Regions from separate parts of the Mus musculus genome. Here regions 1 and 2 are each linked to region 3. The links are chromatin contacts, called in public HiCAR-type and HiChIP or PLAC-seq maps. All regions are on one chromosome and are shown on one strand. The core of a region is the stretch at or near the end of the contact, and the rest is flanking DNA. Distances in the headings are between cores, read along the strand shown.

What was found. HiCAR-type assays count read pairs that join an accessible place to other places. HiChIP or PLAC-seq counts read pairs in DNA pulled down with a chosen protein or histone mark.
Region 1: an H3K4me3 HiChIP or PLAC-seq map of embryonic stem cells shows a contact between it and region 3, with 70 read pairs. The contact joins the enhancer-like site here to the promoter of H3c13 in region 3. A contact is called at or near these places in 9 of 39 promoter capture datasets (cranial neural crest, embryonic stem cells, frontonasal cranial neural crest and 3 more), 6 of 15 datasets of contacts at CTCF or cohesin (CD8 T cells, the G1E-ER4 cell line, the NIH/3T3 cell line and 2 more), 39 of 484 Hi-C or Micro-C datasets (the C2C12 cell line, CD4 T cells, CD8 T cells and 24 more), 46 of 115 datasets of contacts at active chromatin or transcription factors (the 230-238 cell line, CD8 T cells, the HPC-7 cell line and 27 more) and 4 of 9 other capture datasets (adipose tissue, liver, macrophages and 1 more).
Region 2: a contact with region 3 is called in a HiCAR-type map of embryonic stem cells, with 2.6 times the contacts expected there. The contact joins the enhancer-like site here to the promoter of H3c13 in region 3. A contact is called at or near these places in 6 of 39 promoter capture datasets (3T3-L1-derived adipocytes, the C10 cell line, the HPC-7 cell line and 2 more), 3 of 15 datasets of contacts at CTCF or cohesin (the NIH/3T3 cell line and embryonic stem cells), 9 of 484 Hi-C or Micro-C datasets (the C2C12 cell line, Sertoli cells, cochlea and 4 more), 18 of 115 datasets of contacts at active chromatin or transcription factors (the HPC-7 cell line, T-cell acute lymphoblastic leukemia, bone marrow-derived macrophages and 6 more) and 4 of 9 other capture datasets (adipose tissue, embryonic stem cells, liver and 1 more).

Annotation. Positions count from the first base shown.
Region 1 is chr3:96,439,932-96,443,474 of GRCm38.p6, reverse strand. BC107364 (cDNA sequence BC107364) reads left to right here. Exons shown (of 4, transcript NM_001256181.1): 2 at 1,308-1,432; 3 at 2,613-2,766. The coding sequence starts at 1,324. Among named protein-coding and RNA genes, the nearest start is that of n-THgtg2, 5.7 kb to the right of the region's middle. Within about 2 kb of position 1,269, at least 19 of the 459 cell types and tissues checked have an H3K27ac peak or open chromatin away from gene starts, as enhancers often do. A contact at or near this core is called in the SCID.adh cell line, embryonic stem cells and spermatogonia, where this site is marked.
Region 2 is chr3:96,082,124-96,085,441 of GRCm38.p6, reverse strand. No RefSeq gene overlaps it. Among named protein-coding and RNA genes, the nearest start is that of Gm30044, 21 kb to the left of the region's middle. Within about 2 kb of position 2,066, at least 17 of the 459 cell types and tissues checked have an H3K27ac peak or open chromatin away from gene starts, as enhancers often do. A contact at or near this core is called in the HPC-7 cell line, bone marrow-derived macrophages, differentiating embryonic stem cells and 2 more, where this site is marked.
Region 3 is chr3:96,267,313-96,270,671 of GRCm38.p6, reverse strand. It overlaps H3c13 (H3 clustered histone 13), which reads right to left and starts at 2,018. Exons shown (of 1, transcript NM_178215.2): 1 at 1,517-2,018. The coding sequence starts at 1,978. The coding sequence ends at 1,568. H2bc18 (H2B clustered histone 18) reads right to left here and starts at 972. Exons shown (of 1, transcript NM_175666.3): 1 at 480-972. The coding sequence starts at 920. The coding sequence ends at 540.

The sequences.
Region 1 (3,543 bases), core at 20-2,519, 170 kb before region 3:
GAGTGCACAGTACTAGTGTCCTGCCTGTTTCTGGGCACATCTTTGCTAAGTGGCCTCACATTTCTGCTTGAGCTGAAGGCCTCAGAGTGTGAGATATATACAGAAACCTACTCCTTAGGGAAAGAGTTTTTTGGTCACAGGTAACAGCACCCAGCAGTCAGTGAGAGGTGGTAATGCCTTTGAGGACATTTTTATAGGTGAAGCAGCAGGATGCCCACATACATTCATGCATGTCTAGAAACATATCAAACAGTGAATGAGGATTGATTCAGACCTGCAGTCTGGCCTGTGGGGTTTCCTGGTTTTAATGTGGGGCTTCAGTTATAGCAGATGTCACCAATGGGGGGTGGGGGGAGGGAGGGCAGGGGCTCTGTTCTGTATTGAACCCATATTTATAAAAACAAAACAAAACACAGAGATATCTGACTGTTCAGGTCTATGATCCGAACTGCTACGGAGGCTGGGGCAGGTGGTTCAAGGCCTGCCTAGGCAACGTAGTGAATTACTGTGTGTACAAATGAAAAGTGACAAGTGCGGGTAGGATAGTCCAGTGGTAGAGGGCACACAGTTCCGTTCCTAGTACAGAGTATCGGAACATTCTTCTCTTCCAAATAAAACAAGCCAAACATAACAAAACCCCAACCCCTTTATAAACACAAGCCTTGTGAACTCCAGGACGCCTGGGATGGCAGATAGGGGAAAGGAGACACAGAAATAACTCAACCTTTGGTTCAGGGTCTGTTTATGAATGTGGAATGAAACCTGGACTATGAACCTAGCCATCCTGGCTTCTAAGAACATGCAGAGAACCATGGTGATTATCCTGCTCATAACATTCACATGAATGTTAAGGATTTTCACAGAAATGTAATGGCTTCTGACTGGATAGCACACCACCAGCTGTGCTGAACTTTCCTAAAACTCACCCAGCTGTCTGCAAGAACTGGGCAGGCACCAGCTCCACGCAGTGACAGCACAGGAAGGGCAAGGATTAGTGTCCTTGTGACAGGGAACAAAGCATATTTAAAAAAAAAAAAAAAAAGGCTTACAAAGAAGATCGCGTTCAGAACCCCACTGTAGATCTAAGAGAACCCTGGCACACTGTGTTAAGAGATACAAGCAGCTTGAACTGGGAGGTGACAAGAAGAGAAAGGGCCAAGTGACCAGGTTCTAAGTTGATTTTTCACAAAAACAATAAAATTGTAAGGTTAGATTTTAAAGAACAAAAGTTAACAGCATTTGTTTGGAGAGGAAACAAAAGAGGAATTGTCTCCTAGTGACTCTTTCCCTGTTCTTTCAATTGCCAGGGACTCATTTCAAACCATGCTGAGAAGGTTTGTGCTGGCAGCTAAGCCCAGGCTTGGTGGTGTGAGACTTCAAAACAGGAGCCGAGGAAAGGAGAAATTCAACCCAGAATTTGAGTTACTCGCCTGTAAGTGTGCTCTATGGTTTTAAGAAACAACACTGAAACAAAAACTCCAGACTTCTAATCTTAGGGGTTTTCTCATTCATTTATAACTGATCAAGACGTCATTTCAAAGAATTAAAGACTTGACAAATAGGCCACTCCTCAGATGACAGTCAGCGAAGACTATGGGTTTACCAGTTCAGTACCTAGCATTAGAAAAGCAAAAACAACAATCGCTGCACTTTTCTGAATTTAATCCTTAATCGTGGCTAAGGAATTTTTTTGAAAACGTACACTACATAGTTACCACTTTTCTCTCCCTTAACAGCTCTTCAGTGTCCCAGGTTATGCAAAGAAACCAGTATACAAAACTATAGTAAATTAAAATAAACATGCATGCACTGTATCTGATATAAACAGCCACGAAGCTACAACGCACACACAAACGTTTCCAAAGGAAAAGAAATACAACTTTTGAACTCTATGAACAGGCTCAGGTGTGAGAGTTTGGGGAAATCGCAGGGGTCAGCACACCCCAAGCACAGTGTATCCCGACCATGGAGTCTCTCTCCCCTGCTGGGTAACTCTGCTTGCCATAGCAGCAGCGAGGACACAGCCCCACAAGGAAGATGGGTCTGGAGGTCTTAGTGTGCCAGGTGAAGAGACAGGAGATGGGAAGGAGAAAGCTAATAGGGAACAGAACCACATGGCCTGTAGAAGCTGCAGGTAGCAAGACGTCTCATAGCTGGAGAATAAGTATAATGCCCATTCTAGACATATAGCTTATAAATATAATAACTGGTTTGTGTGTGTGTTTTTATACGGGTTTATTGGGGTAAGAAATCCACGAAACAGTTGGCACCCCTACGTCGGGCTTAGAACCTAACTAACTTGAAATAAAAGACCCCCGCCTCCCACCCCCGTCCCCCCAATATAAACAGCTAGGGCTGCGGTCTAAAGCTGCGGCACTGTGTAAATTAAACGCTGCCTCCCCAAGCCCTAAGCAAACCCTAGCAACCAGAGGCGGCACCCCAGCCAGAGCTGGGATTTAGGCAGCGCTAGCATCACAACAGTTGGGGTTCCCTGAAACTAAAGAAGGACTAAGGACCCTGGGGCGCGACTGCCTGCGAAATAGCCTTCTCAAAAGCACAGCAGGCATCTCCGCCCAAGCAGCCTTCCCCGTTTGCTTCCCCGTGTCTTCCAGGTCTAAACAGAAAACCGGACAACCAGACCGACTGCCCCAACCACCTGAAATCCGCGTCCTTGACCCAAACAAAGACAGGACCTCACAGAAGCGAACTGCAGTGTCCCAAAGCGAACAGCAGAGGGAGACAGAGGTACAAGAAGCTCTGGATCAGGTAATAAGAATTATAAATTGATATTTTGAACAGTTTGACAGGGATGGATTTAAAGGAAATCGACACACTGTCAATTATCATTATGACATGGTTACTATCATGGTTTATCATGTCTTCTCAAAAAGACAGGGCCCTAAATAAACAATTACGAGCTTAGAAAAGGAATTAGAGGAACTAAAGGTACAGGATTTATAGGTCAAGATAGGCGACAGAGAGAGAAAATTGAAGGTTGCAGAGAGGAACTGGAAAAGATGCTAGAACAAAAGATGCAGAAATTTACAAATCAGACTGAACCACAAAGAGATAGCGATAAAATTTGGAAACAGAGTCTAGAGGATAATTTACTAACACTAGTAAATAAAAATATGGTAGATGCTGCAATATCAGAATTACAACACGAAGAGAAGTTAGAATCACGGAAGCAGGGCCTAGAACAGAAGGTACAGGAGTTTACAGAGCAGCATGAGCAACAGAGAGAGAATTTTAAGGCCTGACAATGGCAACATGGCTTAGAGGGAATGCTAGAATTAAAGTCACTGACATTGACAGGTCATAGTAAGTGACAGAGAGAACAAAATGAAGGTGGGAGACGGACTGGAAAAGACGCTAGAAGAAAGGATGCAGCAGCTCACAGGTCAGACTGAGAGGCAGAGAGAAAATAATGAGGATTGGAAGCAAGGCTTGGAGAACCTTTTAAAATCAATCAATCAAAATAAAGTAGACAGCAGAATACCAGAATTATAATGAAGAAAAAATGAGAATGTGGAAGCAGAACTT
Region 2 (3,318 bases), core at 817-3,316, 190 kb after region 3:
TTTTTAAATTCTGGAATCATTTTATACCTGCGCTTGCTTTTCTTTCTGTGGCACTGGATACAGAGCCCAGGTCCCCACTCACACCAGGAAGAGCTCTGCCTGACCAAGACCCCCAGGACCTAGTTATACCCTTATTTGCTTTTGTCACTTCAAAGTACATCATAAGTATCTTTCCACAGCTTAGTCTTCAGCAGTATACTTGTAGACAAACTTCCTAAACCCCACTTGACCACAGTCCTCACCACTCCCTATACCATCACACTCAGTTACTTGATAACCATCTAAAGGCATGCGAGACTTCTGTACACCCAAACATGATTTGTAGCAATTGCATATTACTTCCTTTGTGTTATGACCATTCCTTCCTCCTCTTCTTTCTCTATCTCCCTTTTTCCCTCCTTCTTCCCCCCTTATTATCATTGTATTATTGAGAATCAAACCCAGAGCCTTAACCATGCTAGGCAAGTACTCCACACTCGACTATTAAGATACATACCTAATCCTTTTCTTTTTTTTTTTTTTAGATTTATTTTTAATTGTATGTATGCCTGTGTGTCTACATGTGAGTATGTGCACATGAGTGCAAGTGTCCTCAAAGGCCAGAAGAGGGCGTTGGATCCTCTGGGGCTGGAGTTACTGGCAGCTGTGAGCCACTTAGTGTGGGTGCTGGGAACTGAACACTGGTCCTTTGAAAGACTGATACCTGCATTACTGCTGAGCCACCTCTCCAGCTCTACCACCCCCAGCCCTTATTCTTAGCCGGCCTCTATTGTTAGACATTTAAGTGGTCTAACTCATTCTCACGCATGGAAGAATGTGCCCATCCACCCAGCCTTGAGAGGCTGATTCAGACCTTGTGTTCGTCACAGCCGCTAGCCCACCTAGGGTGGAATCTTCCTATCAGGGTAAAGTCCATTGTCCTGCCACATCTGCTGCTTCCTCCAAGACTCCACTACCTGCTGAGAGGCTGAACTTGTTTTCCTGATGAGATCCTGGCAAAGTGGGGGATGGGTTCCCACCCCTTTATAAGCTCAGGCTCATAGTAAACATTGGTCGTTAATCAGAAACTTTGTCTTGGTCTCATTCTTCTCTTGCTGTCTACCCACACAGCCCGAGCTTTCCGTTCAGGAACCCAGGAACCCGCGGCCGCTGGTGGCTCCAGAAGAAGTCTTTTTATGTATGGGTGTCTTGCCTGCATGTGTGTCTGTACATCACATGCTGTATGTGTGGTGCAGCAAGGAGTCCAGAAAAGGGGATTAAATCCCCTGAAACTGGAGTTACAGTTGGTTTTAAGTTGACATGTGAGTACCCAAAACTGAACCCAGGATTTCTGCAAGAGCAGCCAGTGCTCTTAACCACGGAGTTATTTCTCCAGCCCAGAATCTTAACCCTGATCTTCAGTGACATCCACGATTATTGAAGTTTCCCTATGCTTCAAAGATACTGTTAGTGGTATGTAATTAGAGTAAGAGACAGAATATTTTTGGTCTCTGCTAACCTCTGTCATTAAAACCCAGAGTTAGCATGAGTCTAACTGCTTTTAGGTGTCACCTTTTGCTTGTCACGGTGACCCTCACAAGATCAGCATTATTCAGTATTGTACTGAACAGAACTGAGGGTCGGATGGGTTCAAGAAATTCGCGTAACATCAGATATGGTGGGTAGTGCATGACTGTAACCATACCTGAGGAGGCGGGAACAGGGTGATTGTGAATTTGAGGGTGGCCCAAGAAAAATAGTGAGACCCTATGAAAGAAAAGAAGGGAGGGAGGGAGGGAAGGAGGGAGGGAAAGAGAAAAGGGAGGAAGAGGAAAATATTGTGTGAAGGTATATAACAATAAACATAAAAGTCAAAATTCAAGCCCAAATTAAAATTAAAGCACATATCTAGGTACCTCTAATAATTCTCTTTTGTTTAGCACTTTTATTTAATGCTTTGGTTTTTTGAGTATTTTGTCTGCCTGTATGTATGTGCATAACATGTGTGCCCGGTGCTCATGGAGCCCAGGAGAAGGCATTGGATCGCTTGGTACTGACGTAGATGGTTGTGAGCAGCTATGTGGGTGGAGACCCAAACCTGGGCCCTCTGTGAGAGCAGCAAAGTTTTAAGTTTAACAGCTGAGCCCTCCCTCCAGTGCCTTGCTTAGCACTTTTAGTTTGTTGTAAAGGCATCCATATAGAATGGCCCTAACAAGGGTGTGGCTACAGCGAAAAGGCACTGTAACCAATTCATAGCTTAGGCCAGGACAACAGCGCTCACCAGAGAATGTGCAAAAAACAAAGGACCCAGGACCCATTGTGTTCTCCCGAGGTCGGAACCAGCACCCTATCGCTCTCAGAACTTAAAATCGCTCCCGTAAGCACTTTCAGCTAGATGTAGATGAAAGTACTATAGATTTTCCGCTTGCTTAGGCTTCTCTGGCTGCAGCAGGAATGCCAATGACAGAGCCGTGACGGGCCCTCTGGCCAACTCCAGCACAGCCTCATTCAGCAAGTTTGTCCTTTTTCTGCTGTTGCTCCCAGCTGACAGAGCTACTTTTAAAAAGGAAGTCATTTCTGCAAACCCATTTGAAGCAAGCTCATTCCTCTCTGGTGGTTGGCAGATAAGACTCTGGCAGAATAATCTAGAAATCTCTCTTCCAGCGCTAAAATAGAAGTGCTTGAGTTTTTAGTTGCTTTTTGCGTTGTTGTGCTGGTAAAGTATAAATATATTAGCAGGCCTTGGTTTATCCAAAATAACATACTTTGGATGTTGCAGTTTTTAATTTTATAATTAATAATGGATTTTTAAGATGTCAGCGCACTTTGCAGCACTGAAATTCATTGCATGATTAATTTAAGCAGCTTTCTTCATACATCACCCTCTTAATAGCCATCTAGTACTTAAAGACTTTCTGATGAACAACATAAGCTAAGTGTAAGAAGACAGTAAGCACTTGAATCCGACTAAGGGGCAGAGGGCGAGTACAGGATGGGGGTCATGGATACCCCAGCAAAGTAAGGACATTTGGAACACTTAGTGTCCTCTAGCATTGAACTATCAGTCTTTAGAAAAGAGAAAAAAACAGTTTGACACCCCATCTTGAGAGTGCTCATCAGCACATGTCTCTGTGAGCCTCCTCCTGTAGGTTACATCTTTTTTTGTTTTTGTTTTTTTGCTTTTAGATTTTTTTTTTTTTTGAGCACATGGAAGAGTGTTTTTGTCTGCAAGGACATGTGTGCCTCACATTGCTTGGTACCTAGAGAGGCCTGAGCAGGGTGTCAGGGGAGGGGACCTGGAATTAGAGGTGGTTGATTGCCACCATGTGAATGCTAGGA
Region 3 (3,359 bases), core at 769-3,268:
TAAAAGAGATGGATATTTTAAAGAGATTGAAATTTTAAGAATATGTAAAGACTGTGGGACTTTTAAAGTTATTTAGACCTTGGGGATGAATAAGAATGTAAGGGTTGAGGCTTACTAGTGATGTGTTTGTGTGTCAAGTTGACAAGGGGTCAATTGTACTGGCTAGTTTTGTGTCAACTTGACACAGCTGGGGTTATCACAGAGAAAGGAGCTTCAGTTGAGGAAATGCCTCCATGAGATTCAACTCTAAGGCATTTTCTCAATTAGTGATCAAGGGGGAAAGGCCCCTTGTGGGTGGGACCATCTCTGGGCTGGTAGTCTTGGGTTATATAAGAGAGCAGGCTGAGCAAGCCAAGACACCGCCCAACACTTTGAAACGCTCGATGTTGCACCAGAGCGCTGCAGGGTAACAGACTCATCATGGCTTAACCTTACCTGCTAGATCAGACCCTTAGTGCTTACAGTCTTTTTTTGAGAACTAAAGTGGCTCTGAAAAGAGCCTTTTGGGTAAAGCCGATCAATCACGTCTCTGCTGCACTTCACTTGGAGCTGGTGTACTTGGTGACGGCCTTGGTGCCTTCCGACACAGCGTGTTTAGCCAACTCTCCCGGCAGCAGCAGACGCACGGCTGTCTGGATCTCCCGGGAAGTGATGGTCGAGCGCTTGTTGTAATGCGCCAGACGGGAAGCCTCACCTGCGATGCGCTCGAAGATATCGTTCACGAAGGAATTCATGATTCCCATAGCCTTAGATGAGATGCCCGTGTCGGGGTGCACTTGCTTCAGGACCTTGTACACGTAAACAGAATAGCTCTCCTTGCGGCTGCGCTTGCGCTTCTTGCCATCTTTCTTCTGCACTTTCGTGACAGCTTTCTTAGAGCCCTTCTTTGGGGCAGGAGCAGACTTCGCTGGATCCGGCATTTTCCTCCGCGTCTAAAGATGCAACGTAAGGTAGACCGGGCAACTACGAACTGTTTCAGCGCGGCTTGCTATGCGGTACTTATAGAGCTTGTATGCAAATGAGGTTTCACACGGTATTCCATTTTTATTGGTTGATTTACAGCAGAGTCAGCGTCAAGGAGGCGGAGCCTACTCAAACCGATTCTGGTTGCGAGCCTTGGTGGTGCTTAGAGGAAATTCTTTCTAGCCAATCGCAGCCTTCCATTTCATGCTAGCCTGTTATTGAGAGCGGCAGTTTTGCCTCAGCTGTTCTTTATGTTCCCTTCGCTTACAGATCCTTAAAACACCAGGTTGAAATAAGTTAACTATCGCTCTTAGGTATCACGCTTGGAATTTTGGGGCTATTTTTCAGGTTCACAGTTCTGAGACCCTAATTAGAACTCCTTTTTTGGACTGGCCCATATTTGAGTAGTGAGCTCAAGACCAGCTCTAAATGGAATAAACCTGGGATAAGGAATGTGATTACTGGTAACTGTTAGGCCTGACACACTTGAGGGCGTATTTGAAACACTGAAAATCAATTTGCAAAGCTGACACAGCTACTTTCATCGACAACGTAGGTGGCTCTGAAAAGAGCCTTTGTGGGGGATGGAAGGGAAACAGGGCGCTTAAGCGCGCTCCCCACGGATGCGGCGGGCCAACTGGATGTCCTTGGGCATGATGGTGACGCGTTTGGCGTGGATGGCGCACAGGTTGGTGTCCTCGAACAGCCCCACCAGGTAGGCCTCGCTCGCCTCCTGCAGCGCCATGACGGCCGAGCTCTGGAAGCGCAGGTCCGTCTTGAAGTCCTGCGCGATCTCGCGCACCAGGCGCTGGAACGGCAGCTTGCGGATCAGCAGCTCGGTCGACTTCTGGTAGCGCCGGATCTCCCGCAGCGCCACGGTGCCGGGCCGGTAGCGGTGCGGCTTCTTCACGCCGCCCGTGGCCGGGGCGCTCTTGCGGGCGGCCTTGGTGGCCAGCTGCTTGCGCGGGGCCTTGCCGCCGGTGGACTTGCGGGCGGTCTGCTTCGTACGGGCCATATTTTTGCGACTTCGGCTTGCAGACGCCAAGTGGCCATACTTATAGACTTATCTTCGTCTTGATTGGGCCCAGAAAGCAGGAGTTTCTGGACTTGCAGTCTGATTGGGTAGAATTCGATCCTATTTGCTGAGTTTCAAGATGGTTACACTATTCCTTCTCTCCTGATACTTTTCCTTCCTGTATTTATGAACCGCAGAGGGTTTTAAAAAGATAGTGCTTTTCAGTTGATGTAACTTTCCTAAATGCAGTGTTTAAAGTGTTTCTCACGCAGTGTGCTCTTCTAACAGGTTTCTTTGGAAACAAACTTGCCCTTTTCATGTTCTGCGATTCACTTTGTAGCGAGTCACCAGATACTGTAGCTCTTCTCTGACAGTTAGCATTTATTTAACTTCAGGCTTTGTGCCCAGTGATTTGAACGCATTGTACCACGGCCGAAAGATGACAAAACGATGTATAGTGAAAGGAACCAAATGCAAACTTAAGTTTTACCTATTTCGAAACCCTACCAAAGCCGGTCTTACATTTACTGCACACTGACTATCGTTATGTATGGCGCTCCCGCCTTTCCTTCTGTCTAGAGTGCGTTCCTTCCACCTCCCTTCTACACTAACGGCCAATTAAGTCCTGCAGATGAAATGTTTATATAACAGAAGGATAAGACTAGAAGTATTAATACCGCCTTTCCAGTGGAGAACAGCTACTAAATAGTTAAACCTGTCATCTAGATGACAAGTCAAAATAACTTTCAAAGCAAATGAGCACTTATTTATTTGATTCTTTTTCCTTTTCTTTTCGAGACAGGGTTTCTCTGTGTAGCCCTGACTGTCTTGGACCTCACTCTGTAGACCAGGCCGGCCTCGAACTCAGAAATCCACCTGCCTCTGCTTCCCAAGTGCTGGGATTAAAGGCGTGGGCCACCACAGGATTTCTGTATGTAGCCTTGGGTTCCTGAAACTCCCATCTGTAGACCAGGCTGGCCTGTTTCTGCCTCCTGAGTGCTGAGATTAAAGGTGTGTGCTACTATGGCCTGGTTCAAAGTAAAGCTTTTAATAGCATGCCTGATTTTTTGGTAAAAAAGCATTGTATACCAACCTTCTTAAAATTCAAACCCAAAAGTAAAAATAGGCCCAAGATATTTAAAACTTTCCTAGAGCTGACAAAAATGTATTATCTTTTCGCTGAAATTCAAGTAAAATGAAATTGATTTTAAGGAGATTCCAAAATACTAAACACAGGTAGCAGTTTGGCAGTTTAATTAATTTAAGAATCCTTCAGGAGCAGAAGTAACCTCCAAAATATGGCACAAAAGTATCACTGATGGGAGCTGTTACCTTCCTGTGGTCATTTCTTAACAGCCGGCAATGCTTCCTATAAAAGTGG